Linked DNA regions of Mus musculus: region 2 is linked to region 1. Evidence: chromatin contacts called from public HiChIP or PLAC-seq data. All regions are on one chromosome and are shown on one strand. Each heading gives the region's core, a stretch centred on a gene start, on an enhancer-like site or on the middle of the called end of the contact. The rest is flanking DNA. Distances are from core to core; before and after follow the strand shown. Region 1 has its middle 17 kb from the start of Rgs4. Region 2 has its middle 38 kb from the start of Uap1.

Region 1 (4,809 bases), core at 1,230-3,729:
TTAAAGGTATAATTAAATCAAGATTATATCATACTGGATTAGGAAAGCTTCCACAGTAATATGACTGGTACCCACCTAAGAAGAGAGAAATGTGGATTTGGAGATCTAGAGGGAGAAAGCCATGTGATGGACAGATGGAAATTGGAATGATTTAACTTAAACCAAAGAATGGCAAAGATTGAGGAAGTGATATGCCCCTTGAGGCTTCCCACAGAGCATGGACCAGCTGGCATATTGATTTCTGACTTCTAATGTCTATAACCATGACTAAATGGTTGTAAGCCACCTGGGCTCTATCTTATAGCCACATGCTATTATTAGGGTGTAGTTTGAGCTCCACATACTGAAAGTTTTATTCCCAAAGTAGCCATGCTGAGATGGTACCAAAGTACCATTAAAAAGTATATTCCAGGGGAAGAGTTAGGATGGTCTTCTCAGAAGAGATGTCTATTCTTCTCCTAGAGTCGGTTGGATCTTACAAGAGTGAGTGGATTTTCACGAGAGAGAGAGAGAGAGAGAGAGAGAGAGAGAGAGAGAGAGAGAGAGAGAGAGAGAGAGAGCCTGATCTATTTGCAGTGGTAGGCTCCCTGTCTTCTGTGTAATCTCTTATGTTTCTCCCACTGTGACTTCATCCATCTTCTAGAGGCCTTCCAGAGTTTAGTACAGGACATTTGCCAGGATGTGGACCCTTAGAAGTGTCAGCCAAACCTGGAACACTTGTTATAAGAATGTGAAACATACTAAAATGGAGTTCTAGGACATGAGTATTTCCACTTGTCCCTATGTTACTGAAATGTGTGCTGAATTTTGTACAAGTGGAGTCACTTAGCAAAAGGGAACTGAGAAACTTCCTCCATCGGATTGGGGTGTGGATGTGTCTATTGGGACATTTCCTTGATCGATGATTGATTCAGAAGAGCCTTGCCCATTGTGGGCAGTGCCACTCCTGGGAAGGTAGGTGTGGGCTGCACAAGAGTAAGCAAGCCATAGGAAGCAAGCCAGTCAGTTTCTGCTTCAGTTCCTCCTTCAGGTTCCTGCCTCGGCTTCCGTTGATGAGGAATCCATTGGACAAACACTTCTTTCCCAAGTTGCTTTGGCTCGGTATTTATCACAGCAACAGAGAAGCAAAGCAGGGCAGACGAGGAATCCAACTGGTCTTTAGGACAGGATGATCATGACTCTATTTCAATGAAAACCTGAAACCAGTGCTTCAAGGCTCCTTGTCATCTAGAAGACAAAATGGAAGTGACACTGGAGCCTTCTGAGAGCTGGCTTCTGTCTACCTGCTCAGCTTCTTAGGGCCACACCATGTTATGTTAGGTCCTCGGAACTACTCACATCCCTCTTATGCTTTGCACCATCTTTAGGATGCACAGTAACACTGTTCACACTTTTGGAATGCTTGCCTCATCCTGGGTCCGTCTGGAGAGTGCTGTGTACTCTTTGTGACCCAGCTCAAGTGTCGCAACTTTTGCATAGACAAATTTCCCTGGTTCCCCACAAATTCACAGAGTGTACACTGCCATGCCACTGTGTAATAATGCCTACCTGCCTCTCCACTCAAATGGAGGAAAATGCTCAGATCCCTCCTGGCAACAGGCTTGAACTGCAGTCCTGTCCTACCTGCTTGATGACTGGAGAGACATCAGTGAACTAAATTCCATGATATTATCTACTTCTTGAGAAGCCACAGGCTTTGTCTTCATAGATAAACCCCAAAGAACTCCCCATATCCTCTGGATAGGAGAGTTCTTTCTTGTGGGGACAATTTTTAGGATCATCTTCAACTTAAAAGCAACTGATGTTTTGGACAGAAGAGTTCTTTCTAGTGGAGAATATTATCCAGACATTAAGATGGCTAGTCGAACCTTGACCTTGATCAACTACAGGTCAGTTGTAGAGTCCTGGTTGTGACCATGAAAAATGACCTCAGACATTTCTCAGTGTGCTCTCCGAGAAGGGGGTGTGCAAAACACCATAGTTATGAGTAGCTGTCGTAAGAGTGTAGAAACAACAGTCCTAAAAACAGACAAGAGACCACAGTGGGACCAAGGGGATGAGATATTGGATCTCTCATATCAAAATGCATAAGCCTTCTTCAGTAAGACAATGTGGGGTCATAAAAATTGAAGGCTTTGAGCTCATCCAACATTTCGTACGTATTCTGACTCAGTTCTTCAGTAGCCACGTGATTCTGGAATTTGGTTTTAATATGAATGAGTCTCCATTTCTCATGTGTGCTATGAGTACGGATAGCCCCAAGCACCTGACTAAACCCTGGCCCAAAGTGAGTATTCAAAGAACACCAGCTCATTTTTCCTTTTCCTTCATGTCTTTTGGGGGCAGGGGCACAATCTAAAGTATAGGAAGTTTGAAACCTGGAGACATTCTCCCCAGCAACATTCTCCCAGTATGAATAAGCCATTGAGCAGGGGAGTTCTGTATTTCCGGGGCAGAGTCAGTGGGGAGAGTTATGATGGAGGCTGATGGGGTGGGGAGGGATGCCAGGCATTAGAAACAGAAGCAGAGGACCTCTTGGGAGTGTTGGGAAATGACAACATGAGTCAGAGCTGGAACAAGTAACACTGGGATGTGTTTCAATTTAATTTAAAAAAAAAATAAAGCAAGGTACGGCAAACACTGTTCTCCCAGCACACACTCATAGTCCCTGACAGACGCAGTCGGAGGCTGTGCGTGTCTTGCCGTCCCCCATATTCTTTTATTTCGTTGCATATGTGTTCAGTGGGAATCTGCCATATGGCACAAGCTAGTAATGGAGTTTGGAGGACAAGTGCTAATCAAAGACACTTCCCCTGTGGGACCCACATAATACACACACACACACACACACACACACACACACACACACACACAGTCTGCCTTATTAGCAGGCCTCTGAGCACTGGGCACAATGAAATGGTAATCACTGGAAAATGACTGCATGAAACACCGACTCTCTGCTCTACTTACCTAATTACTCTGCCCTTGAGATATTTTTGTTTGAAGCCACTAAGAGAAGAGTAGTGTTGCCATAACAACCTGCTGTTGGATGCTGTTTGGTATCTCAAAGCAGATTAAATCATCCGCAGTCCCCATCAATGATGCTCCAGTGGCATAATTTCTAAAAGGCTGGTCCATTTTTCTGCTTGATTTTTCTATCAAGTAGAAATGATGCTGGCCATTCATTGAATGGCCACTGCTGCTAGCACAGTCCCTGAGGTCTCCGTATGTCTCTAGTCAGGTTACACAGGTCATAATTCAGAGAGGGGCTGTGATATCATGGGACTCCAGTATCAATAACTGACAGGTTTTTCCAATAGGCCCTTTCTCGATCTCCTTTTCTTGTTCTCAGTTTTCTTATCTGGAAAATGGGCTCAAGATTCTTTCCTTTCTCTCCCCTAGTTTGGCATGATGTAGGGACTGCAAGAGACTGTGTATTGAGAGCTCCTGGGGACTGGGGTGCGGCAGTGCAGAGGAGGTGGATTTTGTGAACCACTAAGACATGGTCCTTACATGCTTCCTGATTCTTGGGGTTTATAAAGCTCCTCCGCACCAACTCGATTGCAATCTTCAATACAAGCCAGCCTCTGGTTACGATATAGACAGAATTCTGATCTATAGAGGAAAACTTCACACGGAATAAGAATTGCCAGGTTGGTATCTTGGAAAATCCGTTGGAAACAGTGTGCTTCCTTTTAAAGGATTCTCCAATAGCAAATTCATCTTCGTTTCTTTCCCAAAGGGGAACAGAGTGAGACTCTCTTGATAAAAGTATGAAATCCTCTCAGAGCCTGAGAGGACTATACGGGGCCGTTGCTGAAGACTGCATTGTAGACGCTGTCTCTGTGTTCCCAAGTCTCGGGAGGCTGGAGAGAAGCGGGCGCTCAGCACATGCCTGCTCTGTTGGTGGACAGTCACGGTGAGGAAGAGGAAGGCTGGCAGGTGTCAAGGCTCACCAAGGCTTGGCCAGGCGCTGCTGAACTTGAATGGAGACTCTGGCATACACATAGGGTGGGAAACTCATTTCTGTCCTTGCCAACGTTCTACCCTCCCATCCCACATCTTAGCCAGCACAGCAGGCTAGAAGAAGAAGACAAAAATGATTAAATAGTCCTGAGGTGAATAATGTCCAGCTCTGGGTTTGTAAAATGAATGACTCTCCTGGAATCAGTATAGAGCCTGAGCTTGAAACCACGGGTAACTCTGATGTCCCAAAGAAGACATTGAGGGCTTCTGCCTCATCCTGAGCCACCCCTCTCCCTTTTCCACAGCATTACTTACACAATAGATCTATATTTTGGACCATGTCTTTACGATAGCTGTGATTTTTTTTTTTTACCCCTGTCCTTAGAATGGGAAGCTGAGCAAATATAGTTAATAATTATTATGGCCTCATTTTCCAAATTACTTGAAATTGAAAATGGAAAAAAAGATATGTGCTATCCAAAAATCTTTCTAAAGTGCATTAGTCTACTTTCTGCCTTGAGGCGGGTTGGGGTGGGGGTGCAGAAAGCACAATTTAATCTTATGACTCAGCGGCAAAAGGCAGCAGTAAAGGAACACAGTTCCTTTTGTTGATGCAGAAGTAGGGTTTCTGGAGGATGGAGGAGGGCTCTGATGCAGCTTGGGACAATTTATTACTGGCTTTAGGTACTGCTCTAGAAGTTTGAAAAAAAAAACAACTAGATTTCTACTGTGTTTCTCCTATGACCTTGCTCCCTCTCAAAATTTAACAATAAAACAAAATGTAAAAGTTGATCAACAAAAGTTGATCAGGTCTAGCAATGGAGGCTGTAGCCACTCCCTGTC
Region 2 (5,454 bases), core at 1,410-3,909, 370 kb before region 1:
GCCATCCAGAAGATGCCAGGGTCATAAAACAAAGAAGATGGTTGTCCCAGCTCAAACAGCACATGCATACTTCTCCCACCTTTTTTGCCTCCACAGGCCCTCAGTAGTAGTTCCCACATGAATAAGGCTGATCTTTACAGTACACTGATTTAGGGTTTCATATGCTGATGTCTTCCATCCCCCTCCCCCTTCCTCCCCAAGCATCCTTAGAGACCCCCTGGGAAAGAATGGTATCCCAGCTCTCTGGTATTTTCTTAGCCTAAGGAAACTGACACAAAATTAACATCTCATCACTGTGGGAATATAGATGCTTAATAGACTGCCTTTAGATCACTAAGTTCTAACAAAATAAATGTATGCCACCCACTAAAATAGTCATGAACATAAAAAAGTTCATAACGCAGAAGTGAGTGGGAGGGGAGGCTAGTGCCTGTGCCAGCCTGCCCGAGTCTCCAGCATGTACTCTCACTACTAGGCTAAATTTATGTTGAGAACTTTTTCTTTATTAGATATTTTCTTTATTTACATTTCAAATGTTATCCTCTTTCCTAGTTTCCTCTCCAAAAATCCCCTATACTCTTCCCCCTCCCTCTGCTCCCCAACCAACCCACTCCTGCTTCCTGGCCCTGGCATTCCCCTATATTGGAGCATAGAACCTTTACAAGACCAAGGGCCTCTCCTCCCATTGATGACTGACTAGGCCATCCTCTGCTACATATACAGCTAGAGACAAGAGCTCTGGGGGATACTAATTCATATTGTTGTTCCACCTATAGAGTTGCAGACCCCATCAGCTCCTTGGCTTCTTTCTCTAGCTTCTCCATTGGGGGCCCTGTGTTCCATCCAATAGATGACTGTGAGCATCCACTTCTGTATTTGCCAGGCACTGGCAGAGCCTCTCAGGAGGCTTTTTCATTTGAGAAGAGAACTGCGGAGAAATCTTCACCTTGTAACAATGACGTTATTCCAAATAGGCAGTGATTAAGAACTGGCAGAAATGAATTCATAGTAGGAAAATAGAATAACAAAGTCCTATAGGAGGGATGGCAACCGAGCAAGGAGCACAGGCATTTGCCAGGGTTTTCAAATACTCTGAACTTGGGCAGTGGTCATGGAGCCATTTAAAGGAAAAAAAAAATCCTAAAACTGAACAGTTAAGATTTGTTATTTTTCGAAGTTCTGCCTCAAGAAGAACATTTTATACCTCATGCAGTTTTGTTTCAAGATATAATTCATTGGTCAAAGATGGGGCTTAAGTAACTTAAAATTTCATTACTAGGATATGGAAGAGTAGGGATTAAAATCCAAGTCTTCTGGCTCTACAGTCTTGTCACATGGTCCAATCCAAACAGCATTCTGAAAATGTTGAGCACAAGCTAAAGTGTTGGAGAGAGGAACAGACAGAAACAGTTGTGTTTTTACAAGGTTTAAGTTCTTTGTGCTGAAGAGGAAATGGAAAGGCTAAGAATCAATTGTTTTTTGTGACTGTCACCATCAATAGTTCAAGGAAGAGGCAAGTTGGCAAACTTTGGCCTCATAGCACAAGAAGAGAGAGGACCAGATGACTGAAGGCAGAGCCATACTTGGGCTACTGTGAAGTAATGAGGATCTTGACAAGGTTATGCAACATCAGCCGAAGACCAATCAATTGTTCCTGGGCCTGGGTGACATTTTCTTGTTATCTGGAAGGTAGGTGTGTGTGTATGTGAGTGTGCATGTGTGTATGTGTGTGCATATGTGTGTGAGTATGTATGTGTGAGTATGTGTGGCAGCAGGGCACTTCTGGGAATACTTAACATTTGAGAGAACAGGACTATATTTAGGCAAATCTAATTGTTTCAAGGGAAAGATTCCTACATTCTTTGAACATGTTTATCTGCTCATAAAAGACATCCTGAAGAGGCGAGCATTTGGCAGCCTGAATCTGGCACAAGTCAGAATGTCATAGTAGAAGAGGGCCTGAGAGCACAAGATCCCATCCAACCCTATTCATTGAGCAATTGGGAAATGCAATAGAAATCTTGATAACTCACATATAGGAGATGGAAAGTCAAACCCTAGAAGAGAAGACACTTGAGAACCCATTCTCACAGATAAGCATATTCAAGTGGAGATGCTCAGAGTACTATTACAATCAGCATTATTGGTCAAAAGCTATCGGGAGAGGGATCGTTACTTGACTGTTTAGTTCTTAAGTATGAACTTAGGTGACAACATCATGTCACAAAAAGATTGGACACATCTGTGGATAGGGACTCCCCCCACCTCCCATAGCCTTCTGAAATCCTCTACAATGTAGTTGCCATTGTCCTTTCCCTCAGGACTTAACCTAGCTCTAATATGCCAAGCTGTTAGGAGGCCTAGTATAAAGAAAACTCGAGGTTAGGATTTTGAGGGTATCAGACCCAGGATGGTGTGCACAACTGTAATTGCAGCCCCTGACAAATGGAGGCAGAAGGAGCTTAAATTCATAGTGAGTTTGGAGTGAGCCTGAAATACATGAAACGCTGCCATGAAGAGACATAAAATATGAGGGTAATAGTCGAAGCCCTGAAGCAGAATATTTTTGGCAGACTTGGTTCCTCACGTCTTCTGACTGTACTATAGACTACTTCCTGTGAGTCAGCTGTCCCCGAGGCCTCGTCTTGGCAGGCCACAGTTCTTTGTGGCTTTTGTGGAAGGGTTATGTCTGAGCAGCAGAGGGCAGTATGAACAAAGGCTGGGATGAAGTAGCAACTCAGCCTTGGTTCAGGAGCTCTGGCTTTGCAGCAATGAATGTCATTATGCATCCTCCCAGAGCTTCCTTCCTAGCCCAACCATCTTGCCCCTGACGCTACAGGTGTGTCTTTCTGTTATTCTTCCCACTTGCAGCAGACCAGAGTACTTAGTTTGAATGATTCATTTTACATATAAGTAACTGAGTTCCAAAAGAAGCCACTCCCTTAAGGATGTGCATCTAGGTAGTAACAGTTCAGACTACATGCTAGATCTGAGCTGGGGTCAGGATTTAGGCGCCAACTGCTTACTAAGATTAATTCAAGCCTAAGTGTGGTTTAAATGGCAGAGATGATAGGTGAAGATGAAGGACGAGACAGAGCTTATGACAGACAGAAATAGCAATAGCAAGGATTCTACAAATTGGTGAGGTTTCTTTTTCAATATATCTTTTCTATATTCCATTTCAACAAAAACCCTTTTCAAAAGAGGGTGCAGGGGGGTGGTGTAGCTCAGTGGTAGAGTGCCTGGACTGCATAGCCCTAGGTTTGAAGACCGACACCCCCCCCAAAAAAAAGAATTAGTAAATTCATTAAAAGTTAATTATAACTTATCATTTAATTGAATGGATCATTTTCTTGCATCTAGACAATTAAATCATGATATAAGAAATTCCAATTTTTTGCCTCAACCAAGTTCAACTTTTCCAAAGTCCGGTTCTCCAGAAATAACTGACCACTTTCCTGTGTGTCTTACACATCTTTCCAACCATCCTCCTCTTTGGAGCCCTGAGCCTCATCCCCGCAAGCTAGGATAGGTGGCATCCTGGTCCTAACCCTACCCAGGGAATTGTTCTCTGCTTAGCAGGGGTATTTCTCTGAGCCAGCTCTCGGGCTTAAAAGGCTTAATATATATGGACTTGTGGTGGATAGTCGCCATTGTCAATGTGATTGGATTTTGGAGTTACCTAGGAGACACACCTTGACCAAGAGAGGACATTTCCAGAGAAGTTTAAAAAAACAAAGACAAACAAACAAACAAACAAAACCATAAACAAAATATCCACCCTGAATCTGGGCAGCACCATACCACCTTTATTTACTTCCTCTGACTCCCTGTGGGTGGCCACTTGGTATGTTCCATTTCCAACTTTATGACCTTTTCATTCATATATATACATATGTATATATGTATGTGTGTGTATACATATACATATATATATATATATATATATACATACACATACATATACACATACATACACCATTGAGTATAATTATTATTGTCCATATGTACCCAGGTATGAGGCTATCCACTGGAGCAACTTACCAGCGGCCATATAAACAAAGGAAAACCACTCTCCCTCTGCCAGCAGCCAGCAGTAGCCAATGGCTTCTCAGCTAGGGGCGGGGGGCCTTGTTTTCCCCATCCCTGGTGGAGTTTTGACTGCCTTGAGCCTGTGCAGACAAACATAGCTAATGGAGTTCACGTGTGCAACTGCTACGTCATGTCCGGAAGACATCTCAAAGCACTCCTGTCCACTCTTACATCCCTTCCACCTTTTCTTCCGCAGTGTTCCCCGAGCCTTGGGCGCATAGGTGATATGGACGTCTCATTGAGAGCCAAGCACTAGCAGTCCTCTATTCTTAGCCCGTCGACTAGTTTTAAGTGTCTGCGTTTATGGCTGCCAGCTACCACAACAAAAATCAAAACCTTCTCTGACCAAGACTGAGAGTAGCCCAGGTCTGTGGGTATGAAAGCGAGTATTTAGGTCATGTAGTCTCCCCATATCTAGGGCATATTGTCTTCACAGCTATGAGTTTTTGACCAGGATACAGTACTGGGGATGAATCCTTTTTTCTTGTGGATCAGAAAGGGATTGGTGACTCTGTAACTGTCAAACTACAATTGCATCCGTGTACACATCTCACCTAAGCAGGCCGGTATTGTAGCCTGCACGGTCCTGTGCTGAGGAAGACCACGGATGTCTTTCTCCCTCTGCTGTCTGCCTAGCCCCTCCTGGCACTCGGAAAGCCAGCAGGGGAAAAGGTTTCCTGGTCAATCTCACTTTGACTCCTTTGTGTCCTGCAACCAAACTGTGTGGTTTCTTCAGTTACAGTGTCTAGATTTATGCCCTGCACCTCTTCAGATAGGTTCTGGGGATCGAATTCGAGTCTTCACACTTTGTACAAACACTTTACCAACCAAGTTTTCTCATCTATGGAATTTTAATTTTGGTTATTTATAGTACCGTTCATCTCTAAGATTTTGCTTAGTTCTTTAAAATTAGCAATTTCTTATTTATAAGACATCGTTCTCAGGCTTGCTCTTAACTATTTGCACTGAGTTTTTTTTTTATTTCTTAGAAAAGATTTATGATGTCTGCTTTAAAGCCTTTTACTAGTAAGCCTGCATTAGGGTTTCCCCAGGATCTATTTTTATCAACTACTTTTTTTCCCTCTTACATAGACTAATTTTCTTGGTCTTGTGTAAGTCATTTAAAAACTACTAGATAATTAAAATAGCACAGCATAGTGACTCTGAAAATCACATTTCTTTTTTCCTCATTGTTACTGACTTAATAGTCTTCATGTTTTGCATGGGTGAACACTAATGTTTCCGTTAGTTGTACTTAGTGGCCAGCTATAAGAGAAACTTTTTTAGATATTTTAAACCAAATGTTGTTTTTCTGCTTTCTGCTGACAGATTCTATGTGAGTGCCAGGGTACATTCTCAACA

Evidence for each region. HiChIP or PLAC-seq counts read pairs in DNA pulled down with a chosen protein or histone mark.
Region 2: an H3K27ac HiChIP or PLAC-seq map of the NIH/3T3 cell line shows a contact between it and region 1, with 2.8 times the contacts expected there. The contact joins two enhancer-like sites. A contact is called at or near these places in 1 of 484 Hi-C or Micro-C datasets (cortical neurons) and 1 of 115 datasets of contacts at active chromatin or transcription factors (the NIH/3T3 cell line).

Annotation. Positions count from the first base shown.
Region 1 is chr1:169,762,456-169,767,264 of GRCm38.p6, reverse strand. No RefSeq gene overlaps it. Among named protein-coding and RNA genes, the nearest start is that of Rgs4, 17 kb to the right of the region's middle. Within about 2 kb of position 2,479, at least 45 of the 459 cell types and tissues checked have an H3K27ac peak or open chromatin away from gene starts, as enhancers often do. A contact at or near this core is called in the NIH/3T3 cell line, where this site is marked.
Region 2 is chr1:170,133,791-170,139,244 of GRCm38.p6, reverse strand. No RefSeq gene overlaps it. Among named protein-coding and RNA genes, the nearest start is that of Uap1, 38 kb to the left of the region's middle. Within about 2 kb of position 2,659, at least 104 of the 459 cell types and tissues checked have an H3K27ac peak or open chromatin away from gene starts, as enhancers often do. A contact at or near this core is called in the NIH/3T3 cell line, where this site is marked.